Linked DNA regions of Mus musculus: region 2 is linked to region 1. The links are chromatin contacts, called in public ChIA-PET maps. All regions are on one chromosome and are shown on one strand. The core of a region is the stretch at or near the end of the contact, and the rest is flanking DNA. Distances in the headings are between cores, read along the strand shown.

Region 1 (3,534 bases), core at 326-2,825:
GGTCTGAATACAGGCTTCTCTCTACCTCGATCTGGGAAAGGGAAAAGGAAAAGGAAGAAGAAAAAAAACAAAGCTTCTGTGACCTTGACAGGCTCAGACGTACAACTCTTAACACAATCAGAAATAGAATGAAACACTATACAGATTTAAAAAAAAAAAGCCCACTGGATTGTAAGTAGGCAGTAGGAGAACTTCATTAAGACTGTCAAGGAGAACAGAGGGCACTGAAGACCCACTTCCCACACACTAGGTCTACTCGTCTCTGATCAGCATCTATTCAAGGACTTTCCTGCCATGAAGACTTTCCAACATCCTTCTTCCTAGTCTCTCTTTCTCCTCATGCCATTTCTTCCAGATTTCTATCCATCCTTCTTATTTCAACTCAAATACCTCTTTCTCAGAAAGATATTCCTGGATACTTCTCAGGAAAATAAAACCTATGTGGTCCTGTGTAAAACTCTTCTAGTACTCTATGTTTTCCTTAATAGCACTTACCAAAGTCTATAATTAGTCATAAGACTGGTTACTGATTGTATCCCTAATTCCAGTACCTGGAAACTCTCTGCGAAGCAGAGCGATGTGCCTGTCACATCCACAACTGCCTATCACTTTGCACACAGACGCACAGTATTGGCTACGAATACCTTTATGGTGAAAGAAAAAGGACTACCAAAAAAAAAAAAAAAAGTCAAGTGAGTGAATACATTGAGCAAAAAGCACTGACGGGAGTTTCCATTAGTATTCTCCAGACAAAAGCCTTTTGGAGTCTAGGGATACGGAAGACCTTCCATCACTATCTCCTGACCCAACAGCAACAACACTTGGGTTTTTTGTCTTTCACAGAAATTGCTCCCTGAGGTAAAGCAAACTTTACCGCATTATCTTAAGGATGTGCCCACAGTCACCACGACTTTCGTCCTAACATCACAAACACTTCTCTATAGTCTGAGAGCTCCTAAGTTAAAGGGAGTGATTCCTGTTTGCCCCCGGATCCCTACAGTATTGAATGAACAAGAAGGAAGCTATCCACACCGAATGATCAAGAGAAAACAAGCCAACTAAACTCTTTCAACACCTGCTATATCCTAACCCAACTCAGTACGGTAACTTCATCTTGCAGATGTCACTAAAGGTCGAGAAATGAAACGTTTGCTCAAGGTCACACGAAGTACCAGAGTCTCCATGGAAATCAAGACCTCCTTGATACTGTTGCTTCCCTCCGCCGCACCAGGAAGCCCGTGACTGCCTTACCTGCTGTAATAGACCCGCCATCTCTTCCTGCAATGGAGTGAGCGCCTTGGTGATCAGCGGTGGCCGCTGCAGACACAAGGCGCCCGACAAGCGCCATGGAGACCGGCTGCTTGAGGACGCAGCCTCAAGGGACAAGCCACGAGAACTACCTGCCCAGAACCTGTCAAGCTGCCGCCAGCCTCTAGCCAGCCCTAAAAGAGTACGCCCTACGGGCGCCGCCATCTTTCTGTCTTCCCACAAGGTACCGCGGCGCCCGGCAGAGCCCTCAGCCAACCCCAGGTTCCCATGAGGCAACGCGGGCCGGCGAGGGGCGGGTTTACCGAGTGGAATGAACCATTCCCTTTGGGGGAGGTAGGTGAAATTCTAGTGTTAGACCACTAGAAAGGGGAAAGTTCCTACATAAATGGTTTTATAGAGCTTTAAATTTGAAGAAAAAATACTTACAGGACTATTTAAGAGCAATCAGGTGATTTCCTGTCTGTGAGCACCCCCACAGAGGCTCATGGTGCTGGCTCGAGCTAAGCCAAGCGCCGCGGAGGGTCAATTTCAGTCATGCAGGTTTTAAGAAACTCCGGGTCGTGGCTCCTGCGGTCCTGGGCTGGACATGGAATGACCAGGTAAGGATTACTCTTTCGAACCCACTGTCACTCTCGAGCCTGCCCGCCTACCTTCCTTCCAGACCTATGTGCCACTTGAACCCCCCAAAATACCGTTAATCCAGTCCCTCATCGTACTCTCTCTCTCTCTCTCTTTTTTTGCCCCCCAGGTTTGTGGGCATTGCCCCAGCTAAGAATATCCACACCGGAGCCCCGAGATTAGAAGACTCAGCTGCCAGGCAGAACACTGAAAGGGAAGCGGCTCCAAGTCGCTTCAGGTGAGGGTAAGTGGATGCAGCGCTCTGGAAAGTTGCATCCTGTGACTTCTGCCCGACACCGTCCAAAATCATAGAAAAAGTTAATTCCTGGCTGTCATTTGCCATCTGTGGGAGCTTGTGCAAATCAGCACACTATACGTGGAGATAATGCTTAGAGGGGTTGTTGGGAAAATAGAGGGATGAGCAGGGGCATAAGGTAGCTGTTCAATTAGCAACTGTTAGCTAAGTGTCCAATGTATATAAATACCAGCTTTCTTTTCCTTGTGAGATAAGCTTTAGATCCGACTAGCAGCTTTCTCTGCCTCCAACATAAAATGTCTTGAAGAACCACACTAACTGCACATCTAGATTGTGCCTTTCTTAATTTCGTGCCTAGCCCTGGGACCTGGCATCCTGCAGCATCCCACTAGTAGAAATACTTAATATGCAGGCGGTATATATGTTCACTTACCTTCACATCTGTTTAACAGTTACAAAAGCTACTACTACCTGTTGAGTACCAGGATAAATACAGGAAATATAGGTTATGTCTCCCCAGAAGTAGTACACAACTTGCAAAAACAACACACAGGCAAATGTATTAACCATAATCTGATCAAAAGGATAATAGAGGTAAGAACTGGCTGGACATTTAAGAGAGTAAGGCACACTTGAGGAATTCAGGAAAGACTAAGTACCGTGGACTGTGGAAGTGACTAGGATCTCAGCTGGACAAGATCATTGTGATCGTGGCAGGCAAGGGTAACGTCTGTGGAAAGGCAGGCTGTCAGAACTGGCTTGTGATGCCTCTAGAAAGGCATTTCGGAACCTGTGGGTTGCAACCCCTTTGGGGTTCCTAAGGCCATCAGAAAACACACATACATACGTTACGATTCATAACAGTAGCAAAATCACAGTTAGGAAGTAGCAACGAAAATAATTTTATGGCTGGGGGTCACCACAGTATAAGGAACTGTATTAAAGGGTCACAGCATTAAGAACACTGAGGACCACTGCTCTAGAAGGATCCAAATGGCAGAGGACAGCCCTGTCTCCCTAGAGCTTTTACACTTTATCCCCTGCAGGCAACGAGGAGCTACTGATGGAATTTGATCCAGGACCGTTGTAGCCGTTCATTTGGCAATCCCAGACACTACTAGGATTGTTGGGGTTCTGTCCCTGCTCCAACAGTAAAGCAGGCAATCAGGCATAGCCGTATCTGTCCAGTTCTGGGACGAGTTGATGCCATGTCATTCACTCACTCATTCATTCGTTCATTCATTCATTCATTTTTAGGATGGCCTTGCTGTGCAGCCCAGGCCACCCTCAGACTCACAATCCTCTTGCCTTGGCCTCTTGGGTGCCTGAATTACTAGAGCATGCCCCAGCCTCAGCCTTACTCTTTAGGGAGTCTATAACCACTGTGTTGA
Region 2 (3,534 bases), core at 408-2,907, 580 kb after region 1:
CACAGATTGGCACTTTATCCTTCATCCCTCAATTTGGAAGTGAATCCTTCTCTATCGATTTTTCCCTCCACCCTACCGCAGCCATAATCTAGAAGCCTCACACACAGTTCCTGTTTCCTGCCTTCATCCCTGAAGACTTTTAATGAGAGCAATAAGGTCACAGAGTCGAGTCACCGTCCCTGGAAGTGAGGGGCTCCCTTTGCTTGCCCGAGGCCATCTCTTCCCAAGTCCTGACAAAGCTTGGGTGCCCCCTTTTGTCATACTTAGGAGGAAGTGGGAGGTTGTCCTGGGAGCCTGGTCCAAGCAACAGGCCTGGAGGCCCACTGGGGAGAGGTGGAGCTGCCATACGCCTAGAGATCCAGGCCCTCCCTGGGGCTGGGGGAGGGGACGTGTACCAGCTGAAGCCTCCTTAGTGTGTCACTCTGAATGGCACTGGCATTCCATTTTGCTTCACATGAAATCAACTGAGGCTCTTTATTTAAGTTTTGGGCTCTCAGACATGGAAATGAGACCGTGACCGTGGCAGTCGGACAGGAAAATTCTTGTTTGGCCCTGAATGAGAGTACAGAGGCATGACTGTGGAGGTGCCAGCTTTGCCTAATGAATGGGAGGACAGCCCTCTATGTAGGTCGGCTGCTTTCCTTCCTCTGGGCTGCCTCGCTCTAGCGTTTAGAGAGTATTCTGTTTTTAAATCAAGGATATAAATTACATAGATGTAGACAATTCTGTGGCTGGAATAACATTAAGACCCAAGTGCGGAGTGCACCTATATTATTCCAGTTGTACTCCCTGCTTCCCAAATAATTGGAAACCATGGACTTCAGTCAAATTAGGATTACCTAGCATCAAAATGATGATCAAGACTGCCTAGTTAGCAGGGAAGCTTGCAGACTTGAACGCCCGTTCTTTCCTGCACCAACTTTGTGTCTTCCATGCCAGAGCAGAGTGAAGGTGGAAAACGTGTCAGTGTATCCCTCTCACGCCTGTGGTATCCTACACTCACAGGGAACCTTGGGATCTACTGAAACATTCCTCTAAGGGTGTCTTCCTTTATTCACATGGTGTTACAGAACCAGCGTCAGGAGACCTGGTTGCTCACCCCCACTGGCTCTGACTCATGCCGGACACACGGGCAAGTCACTTCACCTCTCTTGAACCTGTTACCTTGTTCTATAGCATCTCTGAGGCTGCTTCACTCACTTGTGAATCATTCTCTCCATCATTGTTAAGTGTGTCTGAAGTTGCACGTAGAAGGGAGTGAACCCTGACCCCTAAGCTCATCTTCATCTTAAGAGAGAGAAGGCGCGTGTGCATTCAACTTTTCCTAGTTAGGACACGAGGCAACATCCAAAACCCCGTCTCTGGCCTCTCTTCCTAGTCTTGACCGTCATGACCGTTTCCTTGCTATTCTGAGGGTAGTCTTGTGACTGTAGCGGGTGAGAGCCACAGTAATGAGGAGAGTGCCTCGGTCTTCAGTGTGACCAGGCTAAGGGTGGATGGTTGCCAAGCCAGAGGTCCTTCCTGGGCAGGCTCGCTCTGGCTCAGCTGAACCTTCTGGGTGGCTGAGCTTATCTGGCTGGCATCCGGATGAGAGCCCTCTTTGTAAGTGGCTGACTTGAGATAGAGTTTGCCAGGTCCGGAGATACAGAGCACGTGTTTATGTTTGCCCCGGAAGCAGGTGTTAGAGATGTGAGAGGCTTTTCTTTTCCTGTGGCCTTGATCCTGACTTGAGTGACAGTTTTAAAAGAAGGAGGAAGTGGGTGTGGGGGTGTGGAGACAGGACTTGTGGAGTTGAAGGAACCCCTGGGTTTTCTTCCTTTAGGCACATGAGAGAGTTCTTAGGAAGCATGTCACCTCAGCATCCTGTCACAGTATCATCTGGAATTGTTTTCTTTACCCACAAAGCCTTAACTTGCCTCTAGAAAATCCCCTGGTATGACAACATTGTGGCCTAAGAATTCAAACTCTTCTCCTATGAAAGTCTGAAGCAAAGCCACAGCCAAACCAGAGAATTTCCTCAGGTGGCCTGGAGGCTCCTATGACATCACCCCCACCTCTCACCCCAACAACATGAGTGATCTGGATCTAAGCCCCTCCACCCACCCGTCGTCTTGGCCTTACTCTCTTTCAAAGCCACATTAGATCACTCAAATGCTTCCAAAAGGGGCCTGCTTGGCATTTAGAGACCAAGCCATTGAGGGCCAAGTTTCTTCCACCTGTTAGCTAAGCAAAGGACAGTTGTCCCCTCTGCCTGGGGTCAATTTTCCCAAACTATGTTTATAGCTAAGGACACAGGAGCAGGCCCCTGCTGGCTAAGGAACCCCAACAGCATCCAGAGCAAAGGCTGCTCTGCTGGCCTTGCTGCCTCCAGGTGCTACAGCCCAGCATCCTCCTGAAGTGGTCCTTAGCAACAGGCTACAGAGTACAGCTTGCCAACTATCCCCAGACACCCAGAACACAGACAGCTGTCTCCTTTGGAAGAGTCTGTCTGCCATGTTTTCCAGCTGTTTTTTTCCTAGCGTATACATAGGTAGAGCTTTCACCAATGCCTAATAAAGAAGCTGAAATCAATTTCTAATTGGTAGATTAAGACTGACATGGCGAGGTTCAGAAAATTCACAACTTTTTACTAGACTCCTGTCAATTAGGAAATCTATAACTGGTCCCCATTAGCCAAGTAATCTTCTGTTGCCATAAATTGGGGACAGTCCATTTCTAGCGCCTATAGGATCACCCTTAGTCTCGGTGGGCATTCTGCCCCCCAGACCACAGACACAGAGCAGTCAACATCACCTGAAATCATTGCTGACCTCCTCGGTCCCCAGGGCCAACCGCCACTCTCCCAGGCTGCTCTCCTGAGGGAACCTGGTTCCTGGTGATAGGAGCTGGGCTCGCTTTGGTCTTCATTCTGGCCTCTTTAGTTTTCCTAAAGCACAAATCCATGTAGTGCCCTGTTACCTCTCCACACCCATTCCAGGTGACCTGGCTCTCTCCCGCAGCCTCAGGCAGACCTTCACTATACCTGAGTTTGCAACTTTTCCCCCACTGCCGCTGCCTTATTGACCAGGGCTGGGGTGGGGGAGGGGCCAGCTCACCTCCCTCCTTTTCCCAGGTAGACTCCAACCGACCACTGTCTTACGTTGGCAGATTCTGCTTCCAGATTGATTTTTTTTTTTTTTTTTTTTTTTTTTTTTGAGAACCATCACTTTCACATTCCTGATTCTGATGAGTTTTGTTTTGTTCTCTCTGGGTTTCACGGAACTCCAGAGGCTGCCCTGGAAATACTGTATTTTGGAGTTTGTGCTCTAAAAGCCCCTGTGCTGCTGGGTCTTCTGACTCTTCCAGCAGCAGGTGTTTCGGACTTGCAATGAGCAATGCAATTTTTTCTAAATATGAGGATATTTACCTTTATTAAGAAATTATACTAAACAATGGCGTCCTTGATTGTTTTCTGTTCTCAACGTTACTTTTGGAATCTGTGGTGGTAAACAAAGATCATTACAAACAAAAACTGTAATTTTGTTATCTTTGATT

What was found. ChIA-PET counts read pairs in DNA pulled down with a chosen protein or histone mark.
Region 2: an RNA polymerase II ChIA-PET map of memory CD8 T cells shows a contact between it and region 1, with 14 read pairs. The contact joins the enhancer-like site here to the promoter of Mrps11 in region 1. A contact is called at or near these places in 2 of 39 promoter capture datasets (liver and pre-B cells), 7 of 484 Hi-C or Micro-C datasets (B cells, the G1E-ER4 cell line, the N1E-115 cell line and 3 more), 3 of 115 datasets of contacts at active chromatin or transcription factors (astrocytes, large pre-B cells and memory CD8 T cells) and 1 of 9 other capture datasets (liver).

The regions. Positions count from the first base shown.
Region 1 is chr7:78,781,556-78,785,089 of GRCm38.p6, forward strand. It overlaps Mrps11 (mitochondrial ribosomal protein S11), which reads left to right and starts at 1,576. Exons shown (of 6, transcript NM_026498.2): 1 at 1,576-1,868; 2 at 2,018-2,125. The coding sequence starts at 1,804. Mrpl46 (mitochondrial ribosomal protein L46) reads right to left here and starts at 1,534. Exons shown (of 4, transcript NM_023331.2): 1 at 1,252-1,534; 2 at 1-31. The coding sequence starts at 1,473.
Region 2 is chr7:79,361,929-79,365,462 of GRCm38.p6, forward strand. No RefSeq gene overlaps it. Among named protein-coding and RNA genes, the nearest start is that of Gm24224, 9.9 kb to the left of the region's middle. Within about 2 kb of position 1,658, at least 137 of the 459 cell types and tissues checked have an H3K27ac peak or open chromatin away from gene starts, as enhancers often do. A contact at or near this core is called in B cells, the G1E-ER4 cell line, astrocytes and 3 more, where this site is marked.